Linked DNA regions of Mus musculus: all the other regions are linked to region 2. A link is a contact called in public Hi-C and promoter capture Hi-C data. All regions are on one chromosome and are shown on one strand. Each heading gives the region's core, a stretch centred on a gene start, on an enhancer-like site or on the middle of the called end of the contact. The rest is flanking DNA. Distances are from core to core; before and after follow the strand shown. Region 1 overlaps Gm32585 (a long non-coding RNA gene). Region 2 overlaps Ncor2 (nuclear receptor co-repressor 2). Region 3 has its middle 36 kb from the start of Gm32585.

Region 1 (2,700 bases), core at 108-2,607, 190 kb after region 2:
CTCCCTCATCAGCAGCTCTACTGCTGAGTCCCTGATCCACCCCTCCCTCAGCCCTGGCACCCAGTGTCCCGCCTCCCATCTGCATGTGACAGCTGCAGCTGCCTCCCACGGGGCCTCTTGCCATCTGGGGGGCTGGCTGCTTCTTAGCTGAGTCTCTGTGTGTCACAGCTTGTGGCACAACTCCCTTCTCTCCCCCGTTTCTTCGTGTCTTAAATAGATTTTCTTTTTTCAGAGCATTGGGGACCTGCAGCAGGGAGCCAGCCAAGCCGAGGGAGAGGGAGGCTCCTAAGGGACCCAATATGTGTGGCAGCAGGGGTGGGGGGGGTATGTGTGCGGGTGGTGGGGGGAGAGGAGAAAGGAAGAAGACTACAGATTAAGTCCATCAGGTGCAAAGGTCCTGTGGTCAGAGACTTGCTCATAGAGACAGAAGGCTAGGAAGCAGGAAGGCCAGGGGTCTCAGGATGAGCCTCAACTCAGTCATATCAGCTACCGGCCCTGGGCACAGAGGCCTCACAGGGGAATAGAAGACAAGTGGGTCTTCTCTTCCTCCCAGGGAAAGACATGAGAACAGGCTCTACTCCCAGCCTGGCCTCATCACTATCCTCAGAGCAAAATATGACAGTCCTGTGTGATCTGAGGCTCAGGTAAGTTCTGAAACGGACTGAGCATCTCGAAGCGCCTAGCCCTGGCTGGGGAGCCGATTTGGAGCCAGCTAGGAGGCACACTGCATTCAGGTTCCACTTCCTGGATCCTTCTTGGCCACATAGAAGGTCACACCAGGGGGCCAGCCGCCTTCCTGACCCCACTGCTCAATTGTACTTTGTATCTGCTGTCTGCTCGGATCTGAGTCTCTCCCGGTGCCTGGCCCACTGTGGATGTAAGTGCCCACATTTGGTAGACAGTCAGAGAGACCCTGCTGTGTGTTAGTTCTGAGCTGGTGACAGGCCACAATCCTGAGCCAGCCTGGAAAAATGCAGAGTGGGAGGCTGGGGGGGGGGGGGGCGCCGAGGGACCTCCAGCTGCCAGCAGCAGCAGATCTGATTTTGCCTGCACTTGCAAAGAAGTGAGCACCAGCCAGGAGCAGCTCAGGGTGTGGAGCAGCCTAGGCAGAGGTCCCGAGGCAGGGCTGCCTCCAAAAACCAGTGGAAGCCATCAGGAAGGCAGATGTGAAGGGCAAAAGGGGTCACCCGTGTGTGTGTGTGGGGGGGGGGGGAGTGTATCACTGGCGTGAGAGGAAGGGCGCCACTGGCATGAGGGGAGGGCAACCGGGATCTTCGCTCTAAGGAAGGTGGGAGTCACAGGAGGAGAGTAGATGCTTTGGGCTGTAACAGATTTAACAGACTGCTGCTGCTTAAGAGATGAAGCTGGTAGGGGAAGGCGTGGCCACTGGAAACCCAGAGGACTGGATTAGTGCACAGGGTCCAGGCAACAAAGGTGGCTGGAACCAGGAACTGTGATCCTCGCTAATGAAATGGTTGCAGAACAGGCTGGGGGCGGGGGTGGGGGGGGGGTGGAGGGAGAAGCAGCCAGGGGTGACCCTGAGTCCTTAGTCCGGCATAGACAGATGGTTCAGCTTGGCAGAGATGTGAAATGCCAAGAAGGGGGCCTGAGGCCCATCTCCAGCAGCGGTAAGTTCAAGATGCCGTGAGCCATCTGCCACTCCATGGCGGCAGCGTTGAGTTCCCTCCTGGGACCCCCGCTGCAGGAAACAGGATGCGCTGTCTGCCTGGAGAATCCAGAACCTTTGCTCATCTCGGCTCGCCTCGGGCGCTCTGGCTCCTCTGGGGATTAGGCGAGCCAACCCGATCTTTCTCTGAGCTCAGCAGCTCTGCCTCTGCCTTACGCCGTGGGGAGGCTGGCGTCATAAATGAGCCACTGTGATCCCCAGCCTCAGATGTGTCTCCTGGAGCGGCTCAGACAATAGACGGGATTTGGATGAGCTCACGCTGTGGCGGGCACCTTAGACGCGCCATGAATCACGACACGGGACAGGAAGCCACAGTGATCTCAGTCCCTAAGAGGGAATAAGAGAGGCCCCTAGGCCCCTCCTGCCCCAAATTACCATTCTGTGTGCAAGCAGGGTGGTGCACTCAGGGCGCGCGCATACTGGCTTGTGTTCATGTGGTGTGTGTGTGTGTGTGTGTGTGTGTGTGTGTGTGTGTCCCAGATTTAGAGTAAAAGGAGAGATGAAGGTTGTTTCTGTTTTATTTTGAAACATGTAGCCCTGGCTGACTTGGAACTTGCTCTGCACACCAGGCTTGGAACTCTGAGTTCTATCTCCTATCTCTGCTTCCTGAATCCTGGGCTTAAAGGTGTGTGCCACCACGGTCAGCAAGTGAAGGTTTTCTTGAGGACATGAGGAAGATGTCATTGTTGCAGGTCCCTGAGCAAAGTACCTGGCCTCTCTGGGTTTCTTTCTTTATCCCACAGTAGGTAAGGATAACAATTACTAAAGATGCTGAGATGAACCACTCCCTTCTGATGCTCAGAACAGGGTGGTGTACCATTTTAAGAATGGGTATGGTGGCCGGGTGTGGTGGCACACGCCTTTAATCCCAGCACTCGGGAGGCAGAGGCAGGCGAATTTCTGAGTTCAAGGCCAGCCTGATCTACAGAGTGAGTTCCAGGACAGTCAGGGCTATACAGAGAAACCCTGTCTCAAAAAAAAAGAAAGAAAGAAAGAAAGAAAGAAAGAAAGAA
Region 2 (2,700 bases), core at 140-2,639:
GGGCTCAGGATCAAGTGTAACTCAGCCCCTGACCTTTCCCTCCACCCGCGCCAGCAGCAGCTGCCACTTCCAGAACCTGGCGGCTGGGGCTGCGTTTATTTATATTACCCGAGTGCCGTCCAAGAGGGCCCAACAAACACGTCAGGCCGAGGGATCGCAGGCCCGGAACCCCAGGGCAGGTCTCCATTTGGAGCTGTTGGGGGTGGGGTGCAATGAAGACTTGGGAGGGGAGGGTGGCCCGACCCCGGGGAACAGACATTTCCAAATTCAGTTAGGTCAATAGGGAGTCAGAACAGCTGGGTCTCCCAACTAACTCAGCCTATAAAAGCTAGAAACTGTCAGGGTGGGGGGGATGACGCTCAGCTGTTCCCGAACACGTGTGGTCAGGGAAGAGCACTGGGCAGAGCTGTTGGGGAGGCCCTTCCCAGAGTGTGCCACACAGCCCTGGGGAGACAGGAGCTTCCTCTACTCTTGTTCTAGGAACCTTACATTAGGGTGCTGTGCACAGGAGCACTTCATATCCCGTGTCGTAGAGACAGCCCAGCTGCTCTGTCCACCCCGGGGAAGCCCCGCTGAGAATGCCCCAGGCACGCTTGGAGCTAAGACTAAGTACAGCCTCCTTCCAGGGGATCTTGGCTGCACCCTAGAAAGGCAAGAAGGAGCGCCAGGCCACGGGTCCAAAATTCCAAGACCCCACCACCACCACATGTGCAGCTGAAATTTCCTGTAGCCCCATAGAAGTCCCCGTCACCAGCCAACCCCACCCTCTTGCCCCGCCAGCTGGGGACCACTCACATCCTCTCATCTGCGTCTCCCCCTCGGCCAAGTTTTCCGGAAACATCCGGCTGGAAGGATGCTCCAGGGAGCGGAGCGGTGATTAGGAGGCTGTGGCCGCAAGGCTCCTTAGGGCTTCTTGCTGGTATCCCCCGGTTCTACCTCTGTTCACATCCTCAGGAGCCGAGAGGGCAAAAGCAGGCACTGGGGATGGCCCCAGGACTCCTCCGGCTGCAGCTACCAGCTGCCCCAAAGAACAGAGCAGTGCCCTTCCTGCTTGGGAAGGGAGCGAGGGCTACGGCAGCAGCGGGAAGTTGTCAGTTCTGTGTGCTGGGTTTCTCTGTGCCAGGCGTCACCAGTGCGCACGCGGCGTCCGCAGATCTTCCAGGCACCAGTGTCTCAGAGAGGACACTTGGTGAGGGTGCTGTCCCGGAGCCCCCAGACCCACCAAGCCACAAGAAATCCAAAAGCCCCGGGCAAGACAGGGCCAGGCAGCCGTGTCCCTAAACGGCTGGGCTGTGGGACCCAGGGCTCCGCGCGGCTCTTCTTGCTGCCTGACCCAACGAGCCGCGTCAGGACTGAATGTGACCTCCAGACGCGGCGGGCGGGGGCGGGCGGGGGCCGGGCACAGGCCCAGGTTCGGCTGGGCGGGCCAACTGGCACAGGCTCCCTCCCTCTCTCCCCATCCGTGGCAGCGTCAGCAGCGGTAAGAACAGACTGAGGGATCCAGAAAAACAGAGCTCCCACCCCCGGCAGGCAGGGAGCAAGCAGCCTCTTCCGCCCGCCCGCCAGCCAGCCCTCCCGCCAGCCAGCCGGTTCCACCTGCGGTCGCACCCCCCCTTTCCTCACAGGCCCCCAAAGCCTGGACCTCTCGGAGGGCTGTGGGTGGCCAAGGCTTTCTATGGGGGTGGAGGGTGGGGAACTTGGGATGTACTTAGGAGTACTCCAACACCACAGCCATTTGGGGGGGGGGGGAGGTATGGGACTCCCAGAGGTCTGGCCAAGGGTCTGGGGACCCTGGTTACCTAATACATCCTCTATTCTCCGAGAACACCTGCTGCAAGGTCCCAAGGGCTCCCGGGAGGCCAAGACAACTAAGCAGCCTCCTAGAGCAGCATCCCGTCAGGTTGACTTCTAGAACCAACTCTTCCCTCTAGCCCTTGCCCTTCCATTCTGTTCTAGAAGTCCAGGGGACTGGGACAGAAAGATGGTGCTTCCCTGTATCCCGGCCGGCTGGTGGAGAGATTCCTAATCCTGCTGAGGACACAGGTCATTCCCACAGAATCCCACCGTGCTCCACAGGGAACTCCAAAGGGGGCCTATGCAAGCATACCCCCTGTGAAAATGTCAGGGTGCTCCTGGAAGGACACCCCAAAGCTCCTAAGGCTGGAGAGCTACAGAGAACAGACAGCTCTACTGCTCCCAACCCCAGAGAAGGCCCCAGGACATCTGCCCAAGGAGCATTTTGGGCCCTGCGGCTGGCTCTAGGGATGGGGGTAGGGTGGCCTCTCATCTCCATAGCATCTACTCCCCAAAGACCAGCTCTTTGTTCCACACTCATGGGTTTTGATTGAGCTGCAAATGGCTCTCTCAAAAAGGAGCTCTAGACACCTGAGTGTCAGAGGCAGGGATCCATGAAGATCCCCTGAATGTCTGTCCTGGGAGTGTTGGGCCTGTGTGCTCGGTGCAACAGTTTTGCCAGCCTGCCTTGCGGTCTTGGGTTCTCCCACCCCACTAATTTCTAAGGAAGGAATTTCAGAGGCAGCTACTTAGGAAGTGAAATTGGCCAAGACAGGAAGTCAAGGCAGGGGGCCTGAAGCTGGCAGAGAGCTGAAAGAGCCCAGTCGCCACAGAGGGGAGGGGCGAAATGGTGGCCAAAGGTGACCCTTTCTCATGCTCTACCTGGGACCCATGAAGCACTCCAGT
Region 3 (2,700 bases), core at 141-2,640, 160 kb after region 2:
ACACCATGTGGTTGCTGGGATTTGAACTCAGGACCTTCAGAAGAGCAGTCAGTGCTCTTAACCACTGAGCCATCTCTCCAGCCCAGGCCTTGAACTTTCTATCCTCTCTAGTTGACTGCTATCATACTATGCTTAGACACTCCAAAATAGCTAGCTACCCATGGGTCAGTGAGATGCCTCACAAGTTAAAAACACTTGCTCTTGCAGAGGATCCAGATTCGGTTCTCAGCAACCCACATGATGGCTCACAGCCATCTCTAACTCCAGTTCCAGGGGATCAGATGCCCTCTTCTGGCCTCTACCAGCTTCTCAGGAACACGGACTTCCCCGGAGGCTGGCCTCTTTGCCGGTCCTCATCCTGACTCTCTGATGGGGAATGGCATCTACCGTGTGGCTTTTTGCCTGTCATCAGAGGGTCCTGGCTTGAGATTTCACATCCAAGTGTATCACCCGCTGTCCCTGTTGGAAGGCTGAGGTGCATCTGTTGTCCTGGGCCATGGGTTACTCTGTCAGCTCTGTCCCCACAGGATGTGGGATGTCCCTGCCTGGCCACACTCTGGCCTTGTGTTACCTCCCCCACTCTGAGGGTGAAGATGGTCTTCCTGGGATAAGCCATAATCTCACCATGCAGCTTGATCCAACCATACCTGTTCCTGCCTGTCTGTCACCAGTCGCCCCTCTTGTGGGATGCTGAGAATCTGATATGAATCGTATTTACCCTTACTATCTCAAATAGGGTCACCGGACAGGTCTACCCATGCATGCCTGGGACTGTCCCAATTTTGCATCAGGAGTCCCATATCCCTAGAATATCTCAGGCTGATGGGAGCCAGTGGGGTAGTGGGTAGCTCTCCCTTGAATGTCGAACCAGTAAGCAGAAAAAACGGGCACAAAGCCATCACCTGGCTGCAGGGGCAGCCACTTCCGCCCAGCTCCAGCTGACCTTGGCCCTGGCCTGCTGGGCTGCTGCCCAGACCTTCTGGATAGTTCTTTTTCTAAAAGACACAAAGTACACAGCTCTAGCTGTACTTATTCAATACATGTAACTTATTCAAATTAACACAAAGAAAAACGAGTCAGAGAGCTGAACCTTATGTGGATAAATAGTCAAGGTTGGCCAGAAAGCTACTGCTCCCTTGGAGGGGAGAGAGGGCTCCGAAGCACAGGGGCACGGATCGGAGCAGGAGGCTCCCAGCAAAGCCTGGCGGGAGAAGATGTCTGTTCAAAGAGGTCCCCACCCCATGGGGCCTCTTTCCTCCCCAGCTTGGGAAGGGCCCTCGCCCACCAACTCCCCTCACCCAGGTGGCCGCCAGCCACCCCCTCACAGTGTGTGGCGTGTTTGTAGAAAGGAAGCCCAACACTGCGCAAACACGCTGCTCCGCCGCCAGCCCTCGCCAGATGGTCCCACGCTTCGGCAGCTGAGACTGCTTTGTGAGGCTCGCCCGCCCGCCTGCCTGCGTCAGAGCCCCCCACCTCCACCCCGTCTTTGCCAGGCCTGCCTGCCTGCCTGGTGGAGCCTCTGGGCAAGCTTCCTCTTGCTCCGGGATCCTGCTCCCACTCGGCAGGTTTTTCTTGGCCCCCACACAGGAAGGCTTATTCAACGGGGAATCTTCTGGGACTTCTCACCCCCACAGCGCCATCCCCCTGTGACCTGAGCCCGATGAGCTGGCTCGGTTATCGTTAATTGTTCTCAGACAGATGGCTTGGCCCAGACTCTTACCTTCCCCAGGCGAGGGGCCCTGACCTTGACCGTGGGCATTCTTGAAGAGATTGTTCTAGTCCGCACTGGGCGGGGACCATGAGCTTGGAGACACAGTTTGGGCTTGGAGAAGGGGGACTGGGGCTCTCAGGAGAGTTTGGGAATAAAGGCATCACTTGGAGCCCAAAAGGGGTGAACCTGAGAGGATCATGGCTTCTCCTCCACGGAGCCCTCTGGGATTGCAGCTTCTGCAGCAAAGTCCTGAGTTGAACTCTTCCCAACTGGAGTTGGTAGGGCAGACACCTCACTCGGGTCTCTCTTTTAAAGTAAGATTCTGTGGTAATTTGAGGAATATCTCCTCCCAGATCTTAACCTTTTATTAAGGATGATCCCAGATATTGATGGGGAAAGGCAGTGGCTTTGGAGAGGGTGTGGCTACCCCAAGGCTACCTTTAATCCTAGCACTTTCTGAGTTTGAGGCTAACCTGGTCTATCCATAGTTGAGTTCCAGGGCAGCCTGGGCTATATAGTAGAACTTTAGAGAAGGGAAAGAGGGAGAAGAAGGGGTAGGGGGAGGGAGAGCGAGAGAGAAAGAGAGGACATTGAAGGGTCCAGCAGGTAGGGCAAAGGTCCTGGGGTAGGAACAGCTTAAAAATTATTTTAATACTTTCTGTGTATGGGTGTTTTGCTTGCTTGTATGTGCGCCACATGAATACAGAGGCCACAGAGGCCAAAAGAGGACAACAGGTGTCCCCAGGGACTGGAGTTACAGAAGATTGTAAGCTGCCATGTGGGAGCTGGTAACTGAACCCACGTCCTCTGGAAGAGCAATAAATGCTCCTAACCACTGAGCCATCTCTCTTGACACTAACTGCTCTTGTACCTTGCTTTTTGAGAGATAGGGTCTTTCACCGGGACCTGGGGCTCCCCAGTTAGGCTAGGCTGGCTGGCTCTTCGGGATCTGATCTACCAGTCTCTGCCCCCCCCCCCCCCAGTGCTGG

What was found. Hi-C and Micro-C count contacts between places; a contact is called where the count stands out from the background. Capture Hi-C pulls out chosen DNA fragments and counts their contacts.
Region 1: a Hi-C map of bone marrow-derived macrophages shows a contact between it and region 2, with 40 read pairs. The contact joins two enhancer-like sites. A contact is called at or near these places in 4 of 484 Hi-C or Micro-C datasets (bone marrow-derived macrophages, cerebral cortex, muscle stem cells and 1 more), 18 of 115 datasets of contacts at active chromatin or transcription factors (SST interneurons, bone marrow-derived macrophages, craniofacial prominence and 12 more) and 4 of 9 other capture datasets (adipose tissue, embryonic stem cells, liver and 1 more).
Region 3: a contact with region 2 is called in a promoter capture Hi-C map of pancreatic islet. The contact joins two enhancer-like sites. A contact is called at or near these places in 1 of 484 Hi-C or Micro-C datasets (liver), 9 of 115 datasets of contacts at active chromatin or transcription factors (the SCID.adh cell line, SST interneurons, embryonic basal ganglia and 5 more) and 3 of 9 other capture datasets (adipose tissue, liver and pancreatic islet).

What each region holds. Positions count from the first base shown.
Region 1 is chr5:125,244,009-125,246,708 of GRCm38.p6, forward strand. All of the region lies in intron 2 of Gm32585 (a long non-coding RNA gene), which reads right to left. Among named protein-coding and RNA genes, the nearest start is that of Gm32585, 7.0 kb to the right of the region's middle. Within about 2 kb of position 1,358, at least 227 of the 459 cell types and tissues checked have an H3K27ac peak or open chromatin away from gene starts, as enhancers often do. A contact at or near this core is called in SST interneurons, bone marrow-derived macrophages, cerebral cortex and 7 more, where this site is marked.
Region 2 is chr5:125,057,047-125,059,746 of GRCm38.p6, forward strand. The region is part of intron 17 of Ncor2 (nuclear receptor co-repressor 2); the gene reads right to left. Among named protein-coding and RNA genes, the nearest start is that of Rflna, 55 kb to the left of the region's middle. Within about 2 kb of position 1,390, at least 178 of the 459 cell types and tissues checked have an H3K27ac peak or open chromatin away from gene starts, as enhancers often do. A contact at or near this core is called in SST interneurons, bone marrow-derived macrophages, cerebral cortex and 8 more, where this site is marked.
Region 3 is chr5:125,214,616-125,217,315 of GRCm38.p6, forward strand. No RefSeq gene overlaps it. Among named protein-coding and RNA genes, the nearest start is that of Gm32585, 36 kb to the right of the region's middle. RefSeq lists an enhancer at 348-2,138. Within about 2 kb of position 1,391, at least 200 of the 459 cell types and tissues checked have an H3K27ac peak or open chromatin away from gene starts, as enhancers often do. A contact at or near this core is called in SST interneurons, liver and pancreatic islet, where this site is marked.